2 separate regions of the Mus musculus genome follow, and region 1 is linked to region 2. Evidence: chromatin contacts called from public promoter capture Hi-C data. All regions are on one chromosome and are shown on one strand. The core of a region is the stretch at or near the end of the contact, and the rest is flanking DNA. Distances in the headings are between cores, read along the strand shown.

What was found. Capture Hi-C pulls out chosen DNA fragments and counts their contacts.
Region 1: a promoter capture Hi-C map of adipose tissue shows a contact between it and region 2, with 2.5 times the contacts expected there. A contact is called at or near these places in 2 of 39 promoter capture datasets (liver and pre-B cells) and 1 of 9 other capture datasets (adipose tissue).

Annotation. Positions count from the first base shown.
Region 1 is chr19:6,238,557-6,245,487 of GRCm38.p6, forward strand. Atg2a (autophagy related 2A) reads left to right here and starts at 3,112. Exons shown (of 40, transcript NM_194348.3): 1 at 3,112-3,410; 2 at 5,871-6,033; 3 at 6,131-6,283; 4 at 6,490-6,592; 5 at 6,903-6,931. The coding sequence starts at 3,240.
Region 2 is chr19:4,037,359-4,044,273 of GRCm38.p6, forward strand. Gstp2 (glutathione S-transferase, pi 2) reads right to left here and starts at 4,863. Exons shown (of 7, transcript NM_181796.2): 1 at 4,807-4,863; 2 at 4,545-4,580; 3 at 4,226-4,332; 4 at 4,040-4,127; 5 at 3,624-3,727; 6 at 3,350-3,457; 7 at 2,930-3,181. The coding sequence starts at 4,807. The coding sequence ends at 2,993. Gstp1 (glutathione S-transferase, pi 1) reads right to left here and starts at 554. Exons shown (of 7, transcript NM_013541.1): 1 at 505-554; 2 at 227-262; 3 at 1-38. The coding sequence starts at 505.

The sequences.
Region 1 (6,931 bases), core at 1,862-4,361, 2.2 Mb after region 2:
TCCAACTCACTTCTCTTGGATGCTCTCTAAAGACCCTACTACATAATGAGCGGCCGAGCTGCCATCGGAACAGAAAGGTGGAGGATGTGAACAAGTCAAAGTCACAGCCCAGTGTGAGTATTTGTTTAGTGTGTACAAGGACCTGGGTTCAATCCCCAACACTGCTAAAAACAAAACAACCCAAACAGCAACAAATAACAAACAAAAGAATAAGTAAAATAAAAATAGAATCTCCTGTTGGGCCTGATGTAGCATGCCTGAAGTTTCAGCACCCATGATAAATGACAGCAGAGGATTAGGAGTTCAAGGCCAGCCTTGACTACAGCTTTTGAGCAGCCCAAACTATCAGACCTGGTCTTGAAGCACAGAGATTAACAATTTGCATTTGGCTTAGGACCCCAGGAAAGCAGACCTGGCCTCTAGGTTCTCCCAGCATCCCTCAGTTCCTTCCTGGCATACCCTGCCCTCAACCTTGAACTTTCCAGCCTAGAGGCTCTTGCCTATAGAGTCCAGACATTTTGGTCTCTCTCTTCTCTTTCTCTCCCTGCTCTCTCCCCCCCACCCCCACCCCAGCCCTATGGTGACTCACCTGGCCTCAATCCTTGGGGCCAGTGAACTCACCTGATTGCAGCTTCCCAATAAACCTGCTTTTAATATAATCTAATCTGCCTTGAATTGGCTCTTGTCACTGGCAGTGGGGAAACAATCTATCACCTACCAAGAGCTGAGAAGAAGCCAAGTCTCTCCCCTAAGCCAGGATTTTTGCTTATGCCATTGTTTGTTTGTTCATTTGTTTTTAAAAAAGGGTCTTTCAGGGCTGGAGAGATGGCTCAGTGGTTAGGTACACTGACTGCTCTTCCAGAGTCCTGAGTTCAGTTCCCAGCAACCACATGGTGGCTACTGTAAAGTGATCAGATTCCCTCTTCTGGTGTGTCTGAAGACAGCTACAGTGTGCTTATATACATAAAATAAACAATCCTCTTATAAAAGAAAGAGAGAAAGAAAGGGAAAAAGAAAGAAAGGGTCTCTCTGAGCTGGGTGTGGCAGTGTCTTGGGTGGGAGGCAGAGGCACGTGAGTTGAGGCCAGCCTGGACTACAAAGTGGGATCCAGAAAGTGTCCAGTCAGGGCTGTGACACACACAGAGAAATCCTGTCCTGAAAAACCATAAAGGGGGGTGGGGGGCCATTTTTAGCTGCCAGGCTGTAGGAAAGAGGAGATCCCAGTTTATGGAAAGTTGAATTATTGATTTTAGGATTAGACATATGAAAAGCCATTATTTCAGAGAGGACCCCAACAAACCACAGAAGGGAGGGACCTTAATCTGCTGTGCATTCCTTAAATGGGAGGGGAAGAGGAGGGAAAAAAGACCTTCCTGGTGATGGGCTAAACAACCTTCATAATCCTATTTTCTACCTCTTAAATTGGGAACACTAGCAAACCAAATGAAAATGAGGACATGGCCACTCGAAAGTACAGCTGAGGAGAAGGCATGGGTTCCTTGTGGATGCAAGGAAGAGAACAGCCAGAGGCATCTGGAAGAGTCCAGAGCAGGGAGAGAGGGGAGCAGGGGTGCAGAGAAAGCAAAGAGGGCAAAGAAATGAACCTCCAGGGCTGGAGAGGTTAGGGGACAGGGTCTGCCAGCCAGGATGACTCTGTACCATGTACTTATGAGTAGGGACTCAGGTAGCCCAAGAGGTTAGCATGGACCTTGATAGATATACATTAGGCACCAAAGACTCTCATTGATGTGAGTCATAGTCCCTTTTGCCAGAGATAAGCAGAATGGCTCCTCTTAGCAAGTAGGAACTATCATCCCCCACTCCACCCCACCCCACCCTGCAGGACCGGGTTTCTCTGTGTAACCTTGGCTGTTCTGGAACTCCCTCTGTAGACTAGGCTAGCCTGGAATTCAAAGACTGGCTTGGTGTATGTCCCTGAGGGAATCCTCACTTTTGTCTAAATGTCTGAATTTGGGAAAAGGAATTTCTTGGGGACCTGACAGAATTTTTAAAAAGAGAGAAATGGGTGTGTGTGTGTGTGTGCCTTCAATCCCAGATTTTAGAAGCACAGGCAGATGCATCTCTGATTTCAAGGATAGCCTGGTCTACAGAGCGTTCCAGGACAGCCAGGCTACACAGAGAAACTTTGTCTCGGAAAAAACAAAAAACAAAAAAAGGAAAGAACAAGGAAGAAGAAAGAAAAAAAAAAGTGGAAACAAATAGTGCCTTTTTAGGGAGTTGTTAACAATAATGGATAAGATAAGCGGCTAGGAGGAGTGGGGAGAGGGGTTTTGTGGAGGCAAACTGGGAGGAATAACATTTGAAATGTAAATAGATGCCTGGCAGTGGTGGTGCACGCCTTTAACGCCAGCACTTGGGAGGCAGAGGCAGGCTTTAGAGGCCAGCCTGGTCTACAGAGTGAGTTCTAGGACAGCCAGGGATACACAGAGAAACCCTGTCTCGAAAAACATACAAACAGAAATGTAAATAGATAAAATAACAAATAAGCAAATGAAAAAAGATAAAGGACTAAAGCAAGTTTCATAGGGCTGGGCGTGATGATGTATGCACGCCTTAAATTCCATCATAGAGAGGCAGAGGCAGGAGGATCCTATGAGTTCAAGGCCAGCCTGGACTACAGTGTGAGTTTCAGAACCGCCAAATACAGAAAAGCTTGTCTCCAAAAAAAAAAAAAAAAAAGTTTTATAAAAGTGCAAATGTGCATTTGTTGCCAAAAGATAGACTGCAAAATTCGCACTGACTTTACTCCTCTGATAAGCTTGTCTACAAATTGGGTGAGTCACTGTTCCTTTAAATTCTTCCCAATCACCTAAAAAAAAAAAAAAAAAGTTGGACAAATCGGCACATGCGCACTCTTCCTGGCCCGGACTGTCGCCCTACGGTTGCAGCCTTTCCGCAGCTTGAAGCAAGGAGGTTAAAGGTCCTCCCACTCAGAATTTACGCGCAAGCGTAAACTACGATTGGGAGCATTTCATCTCGCAAAGAGCCCAGTCCCTTTTTCGCTCTTCAAGGCTCCGCCTCCCGCGGCCAATCAGTGGGCCTCGCCCTTCGCAATGACCAATGGCAGCGAGCGTGGGGGCGTGGTTGGGCGTCCGGGGGCGCGGCCTGGCGCTGAGAGAAGCGGCGGGGCGAACCGGGGGCTCTAGTGAACAGCACAGCCGGACCGAGATCGCCGGCTGTCGGCCAGCGGAAGCGGCTCGGGCCCGGCGGTCCCCGAGATGTCACGATGGCTGTGGCCATGGTCGAACTGTGTGAAAGAGCGTGTCTGCCGCTACTTGCTACAGCACTACTTGGGTCACTTCTTTCAGGAGCACCTCAGCCTGGACCAGCTCAGCCTGGATCTGTACAAGGGCAGCGTTGCCCTGCGGGATATTCACCTGGAAACCTGGGTGAGGAGGCAGGGCAGAGGTGGGATGGTGTGGAGAGAGGGAGCACGGGCCAGCGAAGGGTCCTCGCGGAAGGTTTGGGCTGGAGGACAGGCACCGTGTTTGGAGAGGCCAGTGGGTCTCGACCGCCTCCGCCAGGCCCCCTGGCTGGCCCGTCACCACTTAACCAGAAGCTAGGAGAGAAGTCTCTGTCTTCACCTCTCTAGGAGAGACAGACTAGGAAGTGAGGTGTTACTTTAAAAAAAAAAATGTCACCATCATCATACGGAGTTTGGGAGAGCTGCTTGGGGAAGGGGATTCCCGGGAGCTAGGGGAGCAGAGAGATGTTGTGGGGAGCCAGGCAGTAACAAGAGCTGGAACTAGGGTAGTCAGGGAGGCTTTGGGGGTGTTAAGAGCCCTGCCAGGGGCACCTGTAGAAAGATGTGTCCTGACCTCCTCACCCCATGATCCTGGGCATAAGGGGTGGAGATCGCCCCCGGATGTGGATGTCAACAACAGCGTCACTGCCTTCTGTGTTGATCCACACCTCGTGTGACTGTTGCTGCTCTCTACTTCCTGCTTTTGGGAGAGTGGGAGGGGCCTAGCTTGGGTTTAGGGAAGGACTTGGTCTCTGGCATCTCTACCTGGAGGGCAGCCCTCCAGGAGAGGTGTAGAGGTTTAGCTTCAGGCTAGCTGGGGTGGGGGATGGGAGGAGAAGCTGGGCCTGATGCTCAGGAGGTCTGAGGCCTAGGGTATGGAGTTGAGCAGGAGGCTGGGGGTGGCAGGTGAGGGGCATTGACTCACAGCTGATGGCTGGGAGTAGCCAAGGAGCCACCAATTAGAGGCTCCAGCTAAGGGCTGGTATGGGGTCATCCTAGCTCCAAGAGCAGTAGAATGGGCATGTGGCAGGGCTGGCCTCTTTCTCTTTTCTAGCTGGCCTATGGGTCTGCAGCTTCACTTAGAAAGAGCTAGAGGTGAGCCATGCCTTTGGGAACAAATATGGGTTGAAGAGATGGTGGCATCTTCTAATGGCCTGGTATAAGAGGTGTCTGACCTTCGCCTCTTAAACCGCTCAGAAAAATATCCAACATCTGGGTGTTCCCTTTTTTTTTTTTTTTGCTTTCAGCCAGAATGCCTTCTCAGTCCACTCTCTTGTTTCTTTTTTTTTTGGGAGGGGGGGCTGTCCAGGGCCCTGGCTGTTTTCTAGCCTCTCCCAGACAGCCCAGGCACCTCACTTAAGCCCACCCCTCTCTGCTCTTCACCCTACAACCCTACCTTGAAGGCATTCCAAGCAACTACATGGTCCAAGGACCAAGTTGAGCCCTTCCCAGCCTCAGCTTTCCTGGTACCTGGAGTGACTAAGACAAATGCCTAGGCCTCAGTGTCCCCATCAATAGAAGAGGAAGGTTGACTCAACCTCTGCTTGCCTCTGGCTCTGGCCTTGTTTGTTTATCCGTGGGCTCAGCGGGTGTTTACCGAGTACTACCCAGAGCACCTGGGTTCTTAGGGAGAAGACTAGTGACTCATGGCCTCAGGCGTTCCCAGGCCGACAGGGATACAAACCCAGCACAGCATCCCCTTCCTATGTCTTGATTGTATAGCTCTACTGTGGGTCTAGGACTGGGGTCATTTGGCCTTGGATCAATCCCTCTCCTGGACCTAACCTTGAACTCTGCCTGTCTAGGATGAAGATGTGTTACTTGCTGCTCTTGACTAGGTCTCTCTGCTTCTTCTCATGCCTGGGGTGGGCCAGCATCCTACTTCCTCCACCTGGCTGCTTCCTCCTCACTCTGGCTCACCTTTGGGGTGCTGCTGGGTTATATGCAGGTTCTGCTCACCCTTGCCTAGTGCTCAGTGACTCCGAGTCAGAGCCTGGCATTCTGAGACCCTGGCTACAACCTAGCCAGGCTGGGAGACGAAGGCACTCATTATCTATCCCTGCAGCCTCTGGTTGCCACATAGAAGGTGCTCAGAATCTCGTATACCATGTAGCCCAGGTTGGCCTCTAGCTCAGCATATACAGCTTTGACCTCCTGATCTTCTGGCCTTTGCTTCCCTAGTGTCAGGACCACGGTGAGCCTCACCACATCCAGTTGTACTCTGCTGGAGATGGAACCCAGGGCTTACTGCATGTTGGGCAAGCACTTAACCAACTGTATACCAGGCTGGCCTAGATCTCCAGACAGTCCACCTGCCTATGCTTCCTGAGCACTGGGGCTAAAGGCATGCAGGCTACCACACCCCGCAGTAAATAGAGTTTTGAAGCAAACATAAGAAGGAAACTTCTTAGCTGGCCCAAAGGGCTGAGCACTGTCTAGTGAGACAGAAACAGGTCAGGGCCTAAGGGAAGGCCTTGTAAGTAGCAGAAAGAAGGATGACCATGCCAAGAGTGCTCTCCAAGACAGTGGCTGTGTGAGACTGTGGCAGGTAGCCATATTCAGAGTCTTGGTGAGCTGATTTTTATTTCCCTTGCCTCTTACCCAGTCTGTGAACGAGTTTTTGAGGTCAATGGAGTCACCACTGGAACTGGTGGAAGGCTTTGTGAGCTCCATCGAGGTGGCTGTCCCCTGGGCTGCACTTCTCACTGACCACTGCACTGTGTGTGTGTCAGGCCTTCAGCTTACCCTGCAGCCCCGCCAGGGTTCAGGTGAGAGCAGGGTAAGACCACAGGGGAGGCAGTTGCTGGGGATGGGCCCAGGAGAGTCGGGGCCCTTTTATCCTGACTCCCTTGTTCTTTTCCACAGGACCAGGGGCTGCGGACTCTCAGAGTTGGGCCTCATGCATGACCACAAGCTTGCAGCTGGCTCAAGAGTGCCTTCGGGAAGGGTTGCCAGAACCCTCAGAACCACCACAGCCCCTGGAGGGGCTGGAAATGTTTGCACAGACCATTGAGACTGGTGAGCAGGTCCCTACTGCTAGGCTGTTCTTGGGCCCTCCAGTCTACAGGACAGGGACCTCAGATAGTAATACGGTGGCCACCTTCCTACCCAGGCTGGCAGGAACTTGCCTTGCTTCCCAATGCCCCACCTAACTCTAGACACCCTCCCTCCCTCCCTGCCTGCCTGCCTTCCTTCCTTCCTTCCTTCCTTCCTTCCTTCCACAGTGCTCCGGAGGATCAAGGTGACCTTCCTGAACACTGTTGTGAGGGTGGAGCATTCACTGGGTGATGAGGATCGAAGTGTGGCTGTGGAGGTCCGAGTGCAGAGGTAAGGAGTACAGGGGAATGGCAGGAGACAACTGCCTCTTCCCCCTCTCCTAGCCAGGCTCCTGGGAAGGGACAGGCTTGACTTGGGTTGGGCATTGGTGAGATTTGGGAAGTGGGCTATGTTGGGAGCCTGAACTGTGTATAGACATAAAATCACTTAGATCTTAAAAACTTTGAGACTCAGAACCAAAGGCTGGTTGAGCCTCCAAGACGGAAGCCAGGTTCCTCAGTTCCATGTTGCTGGGACAGCTCTAAAGAGGGGGCTTCTAGCCTGGGGTTGTCTGGACAAGGCCGGGCCCTTCACTCTGCAGACTGGAGTACTGTGACGAAGCAGTGCGGG
Region 2 (6,915 bases), core at 3,613-6,112:
CTGGTCAGCCAGCAGCATTCGCATGGCCTCACACCGCCCTGTATGGAGTCAGGGTAAGGATTTGGGGACAGCATTCAGGCCCAGCCTCAAAGCAATTTCAAGTACAAGGACCACTTGCAACCAGAAGGAGAATAAAAAATGAACTGGAATTTCTTCATGGAGGATAGGAATGGTGGGCTGCAACCCCTACCCCAGACCTCCCCTTCCTGCAGTCATTTGGTCTTACCTCGAACTGGGAAGTAGACAATGGTGTATGGTGGCACTGGGGTGGACAAGAGAAGAATGTTAGGTAGAAAAGGGGTAATGATTAGGTTTCAGAGTGGTACACTTTCCCACCCCATCTCCCGGGTCCCTTCTCTGGTTTGAAACGCCTCCCCATCCCCCACCCCACGCCCCAGGCTCCTGTTGCAAGCTGCCCGGTGCAAAGAGCGCCAGTCGTGAGCGAGCCCAGGCCCCGACAGCTGCAAGCTGGTTGTCCTGGGAAGCTGTGCGGAGCGGACTCACTGCCTGCTGGGTGCGGATTCAGTGCTGCGTAGACAGAGGGGTACTCAGAGTGAGGACGCACGCGTAGGCCACCGGGCCGCCAGCCTTATAAGGGGCATCGCGCTCCGCCCCGGATGCTGACTCAACACGTTGGAGAGAGAAGCCGGTAGCGGAGCTCTGCAGCTCCCGCCTCCTGCCGGGGACACTCGCTTGTGGGACCCGAGTCTGCAGCGGTGCTGGGTTCATTTTTTGGTCCTGCTCCGAGAAGGGTGTGTCCAGCTCCCTTCCACTTTGTACTGGAGCTGGACAGCTTTCTGCAGCATGTGCAACTCTGTCAGCCTTTTGCCTGTCCCCATCTACCAACCTCTGTAGTAGATTCCACTAGTGGCCATCCTTAACTCACCAACTTCTTTCTCCTCCCAAAGAGCTTCATTTGATCATTTGACCTTCGCCAGGAGTAATCAGAAAATTGTTATCCTAACTCCTCACACTCGACACAAACACCAAATAAATGATAAAAATAAACGAGACTAACAGGGTTGGAGAGATGGTGCAGCAGGTAAAGTACGTACTACACAAGTTCGAGCACCTTCTTCTCACCTCAGCACCTACATAAAAAGGGTGCAGCACGCATACAGAATCCCGACTCTAGTCCAGGTGGTGGCGGAGGCTCTCATCTTTAATCTCAGCACTCAGAAGAGAGGCAGGCAGATCTCTGTGAGTTTGAGGCCAGCCTGGTCTACAGAGTGAATCTCAGGACAGCCAAGGCTACACATGAGATTTTTGTCTTAGGAGAAAAAAAAAAAAAGGAACCCCAGCTCTGTGAGAATAGGGACAAATCTTGAGTTTTGTTAGCTGACCCGTCTAGATGAACAGGTAGGCTCCAGGTTGAGTAAGAGACCCTGTCTCAAAAAAATAAGGTGAAGAAAAAAAATTCATCTGTATGATTCTCCACCTTTAAACAGGCCAATCCAAGCCCCACATAACATAGGTGCACATTTACTGAATCTGGAGTCTTTATTCTGTTATGACATCTCTGTATTGTGTAAAACTTTCATTACATAAAACTGAATGATTTTTCAGTTGGTTTAAAAGAATCACCCCTAGTGACATCTTTTTTAAAGATTTATTTTATGTTTGTGAGTACACTGTAGCTGTCTTCAGACACACCAGAAGAGGGCATCAGATCCCATCACTGATGGTTATGGACCACCATGTGGTTGCTGGGAATTGAACTCAGGACATGTGGAAGAACAGTCAGTGCTCTTAACTGCTGGGCATCTCTTCAGCCCGATAATCCTTCTAATTTTAACTCTCAGGGCTAGTAAGAACAAGACAAAAAAAAAAAAAAAAAAAGAAGAAGCAAACAAAATCCACTAAAAGTTAGATTTCTGTTTAGATAAGATTTTATCTTCTCCTCGGTGTCTTACTTACTCTGAGAACTCTTGTTAACTCACCTTGGCTTGTATGTGTAGGGGGCAACAAAACTCACGTATCACCAGCAAGGTAAGCAGAGGCCCTCTGTACAGTTTGTGACCCTCCACCAGGCCAGCCTCGGGTCACAGTTCCTTAGCCCATCCAAAGCCAGGGAATTAGCTCTGGCCTGCAGCCAGGTGTTGAGTATTCCTGGGACTGACTGGCAAATCAACATGGGGCCCCCTTCATTACATGTTGGTTCACTTTTCTTTCTTCCTTCCTTCCTTTCTTTCTTCCGTTCTTCCTTCCTTCCTTCCTTTCTTTCCTTTTTTGTCCCTGGTTTTTAAGACAAGGTTTCTCTGTATAGATCTGGCTGTCCTGGAACTCTGTACACTCCTACACTCTGAAGATCAGGCTAGCCTCCAACTCAGAAATCCACCTGCCTCTGCCTCACAAGTGCTGGGATTAAATGTGTGCGCCACCACTGCCCAGCTCATTCATATATATATGTGTGTGTGTGTATGAGAGAGTTGGGGTGGGGGTGGGGGTAGAGGCAGGGTTTCTCTGTGTAGCCTTGGCTGGCCTGGAACTCACTTTGTAGACCAGGCTGGCCTCGAACTCAGAAATCCGCCTGCCTCTGCCTCCCAAGTACTGAGATTAAAGGCATGCACCACTATGCCCACTGTTTTGTTTTGTTTTTTAGATTTATTTATTATATGTAAGTACACACCAGAAGAGGGCATAAGTTCTCATTATGGATGGTTGTGAGCCACCATGTGGTTGTTGGGATTTTAACTCAGAACCTCCTGAAGAGCAGTCAATGCTGTTAATTGCTGAGCCATCTCTCCAGCCCTAATTTCTCTTCTTCTTCTGCTCTTAACCCCTTCCTGTTTCAAAGGTCAGCAAATATTAAGCAGGAAGATGTCCTGGTCCCACCCTTATGTGCAAGTTTCCTGTCCTCTGCCCTTTTCCAGCCTGAGGGTCCCAGAGCCCCCTTTTCAACAGGAAACGGCACCAAAGACACCTCTTCTGTCTTACAAACTTTATTAGTGCTGGGAAAACGGGGACAAGAAGCTCTTGTCTCTTCAGTCCACTACTGTTTGCCATTGCCATTGATGGGACGGTTCACATGTTCCGGGGAGGACAGAAAGGCCTTGATCTTGGGCCGGGCACTGAGGCGAGCCACATAGGCAGAGAGCAGGGGGAAGTTGTCCAGGCAGCCAGGGGCCAGGACTTGGTGGATCAGCAGCAGGTCCAGCAAGTTGTAATCGGCAAAGGAGATCTGCAGGGGCAGGAGGTGTGGGTCTCAGCAGCTGGGAGGAGGCTGGGGCTGGGGGGCAGAGAGCTGAGGGCCCTCACCCCCACCTCCACCCCTTAGCTCTGCTCCACTTTACATATGGCTCCCTCTTGTCCTTATCCACAAGGCAAAGGCAATGCAAGAGATGCTCACCTGGTCACCCACGATGAAAGCTTTGCCTCCCTGGTTCTGGGACAGCAGGGTCTCAAAAGGCTTCAGATGCCCAGGCAGGGCCTTCACGTAGTCATTCTTACCATTCTCCTGCCAGGGAGACACCCAAAGATGTACCATCCTCCCACTGTCACAGTGCCCTGGGCACTGGACTCCTGCTGCCCTGTAATGAATTCCAGATATACCCCCCCCCCCAGGGACATGGCCTACCACTACCTACTTCCTGGGCTACCCTACCCCCCAGATTCAGGCTCACATAGTTTCTGTAGATCATGGTGCCATATTTGCCGCGAAGGTCCTCCACCCCATCATTCACCATATCCACCTGGGCGGCCTCCCTCTGGTTTTTCCCATAAAGCCCTGCGGGTTGGGAGAGACAGCATGACTGATCCCTGATTTCCTCAGGTATGTGGCTGTTGGTAGGTCGCAGTCTTGGGGGAGGGGATATGGGTAGTCATGTGAGACCTGAGCTCATGAAAGGCAACAGGAAGCCATGGCAGGCAGACCACAGATGCAGCCTGAACAAGGATAATCTCTGTGTGTCCCTGTTTTGCTCTGTCAACTCAAAACTAAAAAGGGAGTGGCCAGCTGGGCAGATACCCCCTGAAACAATAACTGATACCCCCCCCACCACCCTGCCCACCAGCTGGACCACCTGGGTTCAGGACTTACCCAAAGAGCGGCCAAGGTGTCTCAAGATGGCATTAGATTGGTAAAGGGTGAGGTCTCCATCCTCAAACTTGGGGAGCTGCCCATACAGCTGGAGGGAGGAACAAGAACCTTGGTGATGCTGCTGCCTCCCAGTCACAGCCCTCCTAAGGCCCTACCTCTGCCCCCTCCACTACGGGTGTCACTCACACAAGTGGGCTTGAGCAAGCCTTGCATCCAGGTATCTATGGTAACCACCTCCTCCTTCCAGCTCTGGCCCTGGTCAGCCAGCAGCATGCGCATGGCCTCACACCGCCCTGTATGGAGTCAGGGTAAGGATTTGGGGGATAGTGTAAAGGCCCAGCCTCAAAGCAATTTCGAGTACAAGGACTGACTGGCCATGGTGAGGGAAGTAGAGCCTTGCAACCAGGAGGATTAATGATGAATTGCAATTTCTCCATGGCAGATAGGAATGGTGGGCTGCAACCCCTACCCCAGACCTCCCCTTCCTGCAGTCATTAGCTCCTACCTGGACTTGGGAAGTAGACAATGGTGTACGGCGGCACTGGGGGACAGGAGAAGAATGTTAGGTAGAAGAAGGGGAATGATTAGGGTTCAGTGTGGTGCACTTTCCCGCTCCATCTCCCGGGTCCCTTTTCTGATTTGTTCCCCACACCCCGTCCCAGGCTCCTGGTGCAAAATGCCCGGTGCAGAGAGCTCAGTCCAGAGCGAGCCCTGGCCCCGACAGCTGCAAGCTGGTAGTTCGGGGAAGCTTCAGGGCGTGGACTCACTGGCTGCTGTGCAGAGAGAAGTGGGGATCAAGTGCTGAATAGTCAGAGAGGTGTCTCAGGGATGGAAGCAAACACAGGCCCCAGGACAGCCAGCCTTATAAGGGGCATTGCGCTCCGCCCCGGATGCCGCCCCGGATGCTGACTCAACACGTTGGAGAGAATAGCCGGTATTGGATCTCTGCAGCTCCCGCCTCCTGCCCGAGACACTAGCATGTGACCCGAGTCGGCCACAGTGCTGGGTTCATTTTTGAGTCCTGCTCCGAGAAGGGTGTGTCCAGCTCCCTTCCACTTTGTGCTGGAGCTGGACAGCTTTCTGCAGCATGTGCAACTCTGTCAGCCTTCTGCCTATCCCCATCTACCAACCTCTCTAGTAGATTCCGTTAGTGGCCATCCTTAACTCACCAACTTCTTTCTCCTGCCCAAAGAGCTTCGTTTGCTCCTTTGACCTTCGCTAGGAATAGCCAGAAAACTGCGCTTTTGTGTTCTTTATGTCAGAGATCTGAGGAGCTTCAAAAAGCGAAGAAAAATCAAGTGAAGAGACAAAGTTGCAGTTGTATGTCAAAAACCTTAGTTGGTGGTTCCTCGCCTTTCTGACATGGACTCTAGTTCTTCAGCCCTTCAAAAATAACAGCTGGAGAGATGGCCCCGATGTTCAAGGCATTTCCAGATCTTACACAGGACCCAAGTTCAGTTCCCAGAACTCAGCCAGGTAGCTCACAACTGGCTTGAACTCTGGAGCCAGATCTGACACTTGGGGCTTACTTGGGGACTGCACTCATTTGCACAAACAGAGACACATAATTTTTAAAAATAAAAAAAATAATAACAAAATAAACACCTGTCCCTAAAGGCTACCACACACAACCTCACTGTTACACACACCCAAGTGTGTGAGCCCACAACTGAGAGGGAGGGAGAGAGAGAGAGAGAGAGAGAACATCATATCACATCACATCACACTCTTCAGTCATGCCCTCTGGTGTTGAGGGGGCAGCTATGTCTTCCCTCAGGCTGGCTAAGGGCTGTTTCTTTCTTCAGTCTCCCCTTCCTTCCTTGCTTCTCCCTTCTCTGTGTCTCCCTGGGTAATGGGGATTTGGACTATTCAAGCAGTTGTAGGTAGCTACACCTGTGTCTCACTCTTTCCTCCCGCAGCCTGCCTGTCCTAGCTGGTGTCTGGTTCTTTTTTTTTTTTTTTTTTTTAAAGATTTATTTATTATATGTAAGTACACTGAAGCTGTCTTCAGACACTCCAGAAGAGGGCGCCAGATCTCGTTACGGATGGTTGTGAGCCACCATGTGGTTGCTGGGATTTGAACTCCTGACCTTCGGAAGAGCAGTCGGGTGCTCTTACCCACTGAGCCATCTCACCAGCCCTGGTGTCTGGTTCTTTTTCTTTATTTTCTTTCTTTCTTTCTTTCTTTCTTTCTTTCTTTCTTGTTCTTTTTTTTCACTTTTTTTCTCTTTTTTATTTTTATTTTTATTTATTTTTTTTTTTTGGTGTCTGGTTCTTGCTGGTCTGTCTCCTCCTCTTTCCCTACTCAGTTACTTCAAAGGAGCAGAAGTCAACTTCTCATTTTGAACTGAAATTCATGCAGAAACATTTTCCACGCCCAACCCTGCCCCTAGCCCCTCCCCAGGCTTTGACTCTGTGCCCTGTGGATCATAAAATACTGACCATTCCCCTTTCCCACAGCACAGTCCTGGCCTTTCTGCCCCTTCTATAGAGCACAGACATGTGTGGGGGCTAAGGGACTACTGGATTCCCAGTCCCTATTGGACCCCAGGCTGAGCCTGCCCTTTCTTATTGTGTTCATCTACTCCCCTCTCAGTTCCTGGCTGTATCTGGGATGCATCTGCATCCGTAGAACCTGGGACAGGTGTATATGCATGCACTGTAGCGTCACATTCTCAACTACTGTCAGCTCCCTCAGGCCCCAGTTTTCATCACTGAGGTTCTGGGCCTGTTGGGAGCTATTAAGACAACTCTTGATCTCTGAATTGGGCCTCTCCCCCGAGAAGAAAAGGGAGTCAAAAGCGGGCCACCACACACCGATTCTGAGAACAACCACAGAATGTTCCAGCCCTAAGTCATCACAGATGTCCCGACCA